Linked DNA regions of Mus musculus: region 1 is linked to region 2. The links are chromatin contacts, called in public Hi-C maps. All regions are on one chromosome and are shown on one strand. The core of a region is the stretch at or near the end of the contact, and the rest is flanking DNA. Distances in the headings are between cores, read along the strand shown. Region 1 has its middle 140 kb from the start of Gm32035. Region 2 holds the start of Tusc1 (tumor suppressor candidate 1).

Evidence for each region. Hi-C and Micro-C count contacts between places; a contact is called where the count stands out from the background.
Region 1: a Hi-C map of the N1E-115 cell line shows a contact between it and region 2, with 5 times the contacts expected there. The contact joins the enhancer-like site here to the promoter of Tusc1 in region 2. A contact is called at or near these places in 9 of 39 promoter capture datasets (the 3T3-L1 cell line, 3T3-L1-derived adipocytes, the HPC-7 cell line and 5 more), 7 of 484 Hi-C or Micro-C datasets (the N1E-115 cell line, adipose-derived mesenchymal stem cells, cerebellar granule neurons and 3 more) and 2 of 115 datasets of contacts at active chromatin or transcription factors (astrocytes and embryonic limb bud).

The regions. Positions count from the first base shown.
Region 1 is chr4:94,005,897-94,009,050 of GRCm38.p6, reverse strand. No RefSeq gene overlaps it. Among named protein-coding and RNA genes, the nearest start is that of Gm32035, 140 kb to the right of the region's middle. Within about 2 kb of position 1,725, at least 14 of the 459 cell types and tissues checked have an H3K27ac peak or open chromatin away from gene starts, as enhancers often do. A contact at or near this core is called in the N1E-115 cell line, where this site is marked.
Region 2 is chr4:93,333,661-93,336,858 of GRCm38.p6, reverse strand. It overlaps Tusc1 (tumor suppressor candidate 1), which reads left to right and starts at 1,348. Exons shown (of 1, transcript NM_026954.1): 1 at 1,348-2,711. The coding sequence starts at 1,439. The coding sequence ends at 2,056.

The DNA of each region.
Region 1 (3,154 bases), core at 476-2,975, 670 kb before region 2:
GAACAAACCGAGGAGACAATCCATGGTACCATTACATACACAGGATAATAAAAAGCATGCTGTGAGTTTATTTTAAAATTGTGTGTATGGCTGCAGTTAGATTGCTCACTACGGATTTTAACATAGCTGAAAATCTGTCCTCCAGAGATTTGTTTTTTATTCCTCTTGAAAATTCCATAAAGTTCTTTGACTACCTGAGTCTTCCTCTTATGCATTCTTTTTCAGTTCTATGTTTTCTTAGTTTATCAAATGCCATCACTCCTTAACCTATACAATAATTCCACTGTATTATTCCATGGTTAAAACCTTTCAACTCATTTTCTTTGTACTTGAAAATATGCATTTTACCTTTTTCTTAGAGATGGTAAAGAACCTGAGTTTGGAACGGAATAATGGGTTTTTTTTTTCTTTCTTAGAGTTACTCTCAGTAACTAAATGCTTTCTGTAAAAAAATTTTAAAAATCTAATATATAAGATACCAGGGTGACACCATTAGATAATTATAGCATGTTTAAATCTCATGTTTTTTTTTTCTTTTTCATTTTGGTTGTTGCTATGGTCAGCAAATGGACCCTGGAATCCCTTGCAAGCTATACTCACCCATCTGACTGTAGTAGGATACTGTAATAGGCAAATAACAGAGAAAACCAGTGACTTAGTCGATGTGACCACATTAAAATAGAAACAAAGAGGTGTAGTGACACCTCTTCATCTCCCCTCTATCCTCGAAGTCCTGACATGAGGTTTAGTTTTAAGTAGAGTGTAAAAGATATGCACATTTAAACAGTCTTGTCTGTCCATCATTGTCTGGACTTCATATTCTCCTGATGAGTTGCCAGAATTGTGTGAAATTCCTTTCCTAGAGATAAGTTTCTTCTCTGGCTGGTACCAGACTGCAGCCTTTTCCTTCTCTCTGTGTAAGACTACTGGGGACACTCTAATTTCTTGGGAGTCCATTTATCAATAGTTTGAGAGACAAAGGGAGCCACATGGTGTCCCTCCTTAGACTACCCTCGGTACTGCCACGACAGTCACACTCTGAGAAGCATCTGAGTTCTTTAAGCCAAAAAGCAGAGCCTTATTTCTGGGTTTCTTTGTGGGCAAATGTTACCTCAAAGCCTTCCAGATCTTGCAGTCCATGAGCTGCCCTGACCACTCTTGACAGTGAGAGCAGTGTCAAAATTAAAAGTTTTAAAACAAAATGTTAGAAGCTAAATCGTCTTTTAATTGAAAGTATATATATTTTCTTTTAAAAACAGTCTAGAAAGACTGTTTTTGTGTTGAGTTTGTATTATTTAATTGTGTGTGTGTGTGTGTGTGTGTCCTGTTACTCGATTCTCTTTTTCTATTCTGACTGGTTGGGACAGGTGCTGGAATGTTTAGCTAAGAAGGTTACAGCTTCCCATCTGTTTTAATGCCTCTGCACTGATACTACCAGTCCTGCTCTTTTAACAAAGAAGTGCATCACTTTTCCAACAGAGGGCAGTGTTACCTAAAACAATAAGCCCTCACCAAGTCCCAGGATTTGGAAGTGTCCTCTGCGAGGAGTTGAAAGGACACGGGGAAACAATTTCTTTCTTTCATTCCTGGTTTTGTAGCTTTGACCACAGTTGCCATTTTTAAAAAATGAAAACTATATAAAAAAAAACTCTCCTAAGTGTCCCTGACCTCCAAGGAAGAAACTGAGAAAATAAAGGCAGCATGCATAGAGGGTAGGTTCTGGTTATGCTGACCGGAGAATTACAAAACCCTGCCCTTGGCTGCCTCAGCCACCTTCAGCCTGTTATGTGGACGTTTGGCTTTGAGAAAAAGGAAGGGTCCGTGAGGCCGTACCACAGACTACATCAGGTGGTGTTCCTTTTGTGCGTTTTCTGAACATGCTTGGTGCTTCTGGTTTCCTGATGGAAAAGGAGCTTGGCTCCATTTGTAAATTAGGATACACAGTTTGGCATATGTGCCTTTAAACATTAAAGGATGCTCAATTTTCAGCACTGAGTTTTGATATCATCTTCTTAGTCAGGAATACTTGGTTAATGTCAGGAAACACATGTTTGTTAAATGTTTACTTCCTTTCTGGGATTACAACCATACGCAACTTATCCCATGTAATTGTTATGACATGTTTAAGAGGTTGAGAGAGTTCACCTTTTCTTATAGAAGAAGAGGATTGCAAGAAAAGTTGAGCAATATCAAATCAGCTGGCGGCAGAGGTAAGCAGTGAACTCATCTCTCATGTGAGACTCACTCTGTCACTGACTAACAGACTGGCTCTAGGAAACCTTGAATAGATGAGTTATTGTAGTTCAGAATGATAGAAAATGGTATCTCAACATAGTGGATCAGACATAAGTACATACATGGTCAGTGGTTTTCCGTCTTGCCTAATTTGTGTTTGTGTGCATGTGTGTGTATGTGTGTGCACAAAGGTGTGGAGGCCAGAGGATAGCATTGGGTGTTTGGCTTTAGGTGTCATCATCAGCCACAAGTGCATCAAGAACAAGAACAACAATTACAAAAAAGAAAAGTGAAGGAAAAACAAATAAGCAAACCTACTCTCTTATACCAGCTTGGAACTCAACAAATAGGCTGGGCTGGATGGAGTGAGGCCCAGGTATTCACCTGCCTCTATACACCCAGCACTGGGATTATAATGCAAGCCACGACATCTGACTTTTCATAGGAGTTCTAAGGATCACACTCAGGCCTTTATGGTTGTAAGGCAAGCACTTTTCTAACTGAACTATCACTGTGGTTTCTCCTTTCCTTAATCTTTACATTTCTTGCAGTCGTTAAAAATTGGACATTTTAGAACATCTTTTCAGCCTTACCCGAAAAGGCTAATAGCAATCCCCCCCCCCCCCCCCCAGAAAAGACATTTTAAAAGACATTTTAAATCTCTCTCTATATATACCTTTAGCCCTTGTGTTGTTAAAAGTTCAAAATGCCTGCTTATCATTTGGGTTTTCTTGATAGATAAAACAGTAACGAAATGCCTGGAGAAGGGGAAGTTGACCTGAAGGGCAACTTCTGAAAGAACACCATCCAGATCACCACAGAAGTACCCAACCAGAGAGGCAAGAGGGCCTTCCTAAAAGACTGGCTGTTCTTGCAAAAGTCCTAGTGAGTCACAGGGGCCAGGCCAGGGTCCTGGGCT
Region 2 (3,198 bases), core at 99-2,598:
TGGCCTCTAACTGGAAATCTGCCTGCCTCTGCCTCCCAAGTGCTGGGATTAAAGGCGTGCATCACCACCGCAAATACTAGTTTTATAAATGACATAAAAGGAAGAACGCTAATAAAAATGGGCTGGTACCTAATTTATAGCATGTAGACAGTGATACATTCTTGTTATAATTTTATCATGATGTATGCAGGTATTCAGACTCTTAAAAGAGTTGCCATGTCTAAATCCCAGAGCAAATCATCTTTCCTAGCAAACTACCATTCCATCCTTCTACAATGTCTGGATATGCTAACAACATATTCTTGGTTCTGTAGTCTATAGAGAAGTCAGGTTCTGTCTCCAATGTTTACAGCCTAAAATTTACATTTTAATGTAAATTAAGAATGACAACCTTTTCTTAAACTAAACTCACTTAAATTCTGAAATATCTTTGTTACTGATTTAATGAAATGACTGTTTAGAACTGAATTTGTGGTATTTTAGTATTTTAGCTGGAAAAATTAAAGAACAATAACTGAGTGTTGGTTTTTCTAATTAATTTGAACCACAGTACTCCTAGGCACTACCTGTCCATTTCCTTGGTGTGGTAGTTTTGTAGATCACGTGGTACCTAAAAATTAAACAGAACCTTGTCTGAAACACAGATTCTAACTAACATGTATTTTCTTTGCCATCATTCGGGGCCTATGTAGGTTGAGATCCTTAGGAAAAAATAGCAATGTGCTTCACATAAACGTATGTATCCAACCGTCTCCAGATTGTTTGGAAACATCTGAATATTCTGTATCTCAAATAAATAAAACTATAGTTTATAAATTTTAAGAACTGCCCTGAGATGTGACCCAGTAAAGTTTCAACACATAAATTCTCCAGTATTTGGAGTGCTACCTGTTGGAGTCAGAGAGCCTCATGGCAGGTGCAGCCCAATAAAGTTTTGTGTTTCTTAAACATGGGCGTGGTTTCAAATAGGTTTCAAACGCTATAAACGCAATGAGCTCTCCAGCAGTCTCAAAACTCATTTTGTTTCTAGACTGCCATGTAAGTCGCAAAGTATGCACTGGAGGCTGTGCTGGGGAGCAGGGCAAGGCGGGAGTGTTCCCGCAGTGCCCAGGCCCGCGGGGAAGCGGTGGGCACCCGGCACCCAGCAGAGGACAAGGCTTTCCGGGCACGGACACAGGGCTGAGCAGCAGAGCGCTCCCCAGGGGCGTCGTGTGTGAGGCGACCAGCGACCGCAGGCCCAGGGGGCCCGCTCAGCCGCGAGAGACAAGGACACGCCTCAGCTCGGGCCAACTCCCGGCCTCCTCTGGCCTGCCGCCAGCACCGCCTGCCACCTTTCTTCCTCCGCCCGCGACCGAGCGCCCAGCCAGGCCCCAAGTCCGCCCGCGCCCCGCGCGCGGCCCCTCGGGCCACGGACTGGCGGCGCGACCAGACCGGACCGATGTGGCGCATGCGTGGTGGCGCCACCCGGCGCGGGAGCTGCGGCGGGGAAGGCGGCGGGAGCCGCGGCGAGTCGGGCCGCCTGGGCCGGGCCCGTGAGGGCGGCGGTGGCGGTGGCGGCGTGGGCTGGCGAGGCCGCGCGGGCGGGGCCCGGCGACAGCTGGAGGAGCGCTTCGCCGACCTGGCGGCCAGCCACCTGGAGGCCCTGCGCGCGCGGGACGAGCGGGACCGGCAGAACGCGCGGCTGCGCGAGGAGAACGCCCGCCTGAGGCTGGAGAACCGTCGGCTCAGGCGCGAGAACCGCAGCCTCTTCCGCCAGGCTCTGCGGCTGCCGGGCGACAGCGGCGAGCGGGAGGCCGCCGTCGAGACCCTCGCCCCGGACGAGCCCGCCACCAACCGCAAGGCGAGAGGCCATGGCCGTGAGGAGGAGCCGGGCAGCCCCAGGGCGCTGCGGGCCCGGCTAGAGAAGCTGGAGGTCATGTACCGCCGAGCGCTCCTGCAGCTGCACCTAGAGCAGCAGGGCGCGCGCCCGCCGGGAGCCATCGAGGAGCCACCGCTCCAAGAAACTGCCACCGGCCTGTGCGCCCATGATCCGGACGTTCCGAGGCCCTGGCTGTAGTCCGAGGGCACGGAGGGAGGTGGGACCTGCGCGCGCCCCGCCTCCGTAGTACTCCGGGCTCCGCCCCTCTCAGCACGCGGAAGTTTGAAGTCCTGAGCTCCTGAACTCCAGCCCCACCCAAGGGCACTTCCAGGCGCCAAATCCGTTGGCCTGATGGAGAAAGAGAAGCAAGAGTTTCCCAGTTCCCACTTGTGCAAAGCAACTGCCAAGTACACTGCTGGTGTGTTGAGAGGGGTCCAACAACTCTAAGACCTGCTTTAAAGCAGCAAGAACTGGGTGCCTGGTCGCACCTCCTAAATTCTTGAAGTTTTCAAAGTGTTGTGAGGACCAGTTTTTTTGCCACCCCTCCCCCCCCCCCCATCTTTGATGCTTTGAAGGATGAATAGTGTATTTGATTGGTGATGCCTGTTCATTCTACTGTCCAAAAACTCTGCTCTTTTCTCTTATACAACCCACCTTTTAAGTGTGTTTTGTAAATTGCTGACTTGGATAGCCCATGAAGTACTACCTTTTTATAAAGAAAAAAATATTTATAATTGCCCGTCATTCCAATCCACATATGTTTAATATATTCTCGTGTGTTGGCCTCCAGAGATCTTTTTAGAGTATCTTCTGACAGGTGATGATTTGAGCTGATAAATAAACTGGTGCATTGAAATCAAAAATTTCCATGACTGTTATTTGATGTGTTTTGAAGCTTTATAGGTTTCTCTAAGCCTATATATGTTACATATTTTAATATCTGTCTTTGTTTATTTTTTGTAATCTTTTGGATTATACAAAATCTTGACAAAACTCGAGATAGTTTGAAGATTGTTTTATTACTACATTTTAGATGAACATTAATGCTTATTCAGATAGTTCATGATTATTTCGCCTGATTTTTACAACCTTCAGGAAATCTTAAATTCCTTCTATATTATACAAAAATTCCCAGTGAATTATGCATCAGTTGTGTTCTTGTTATTGAAAAACAAAGAATAACAACACATGCTCTAAGCTTGTTTTCTTGAAATATTCATTTGAGACTGAGTAATGCTTGGTAGCTCAGGTTGGGCTGGAACTTAGCCCTCCACCTGCTGCCTACTAAGTGCTAGGATTATGAGCCTATGCCACCATCAACATAATTTGCCTACTAAACA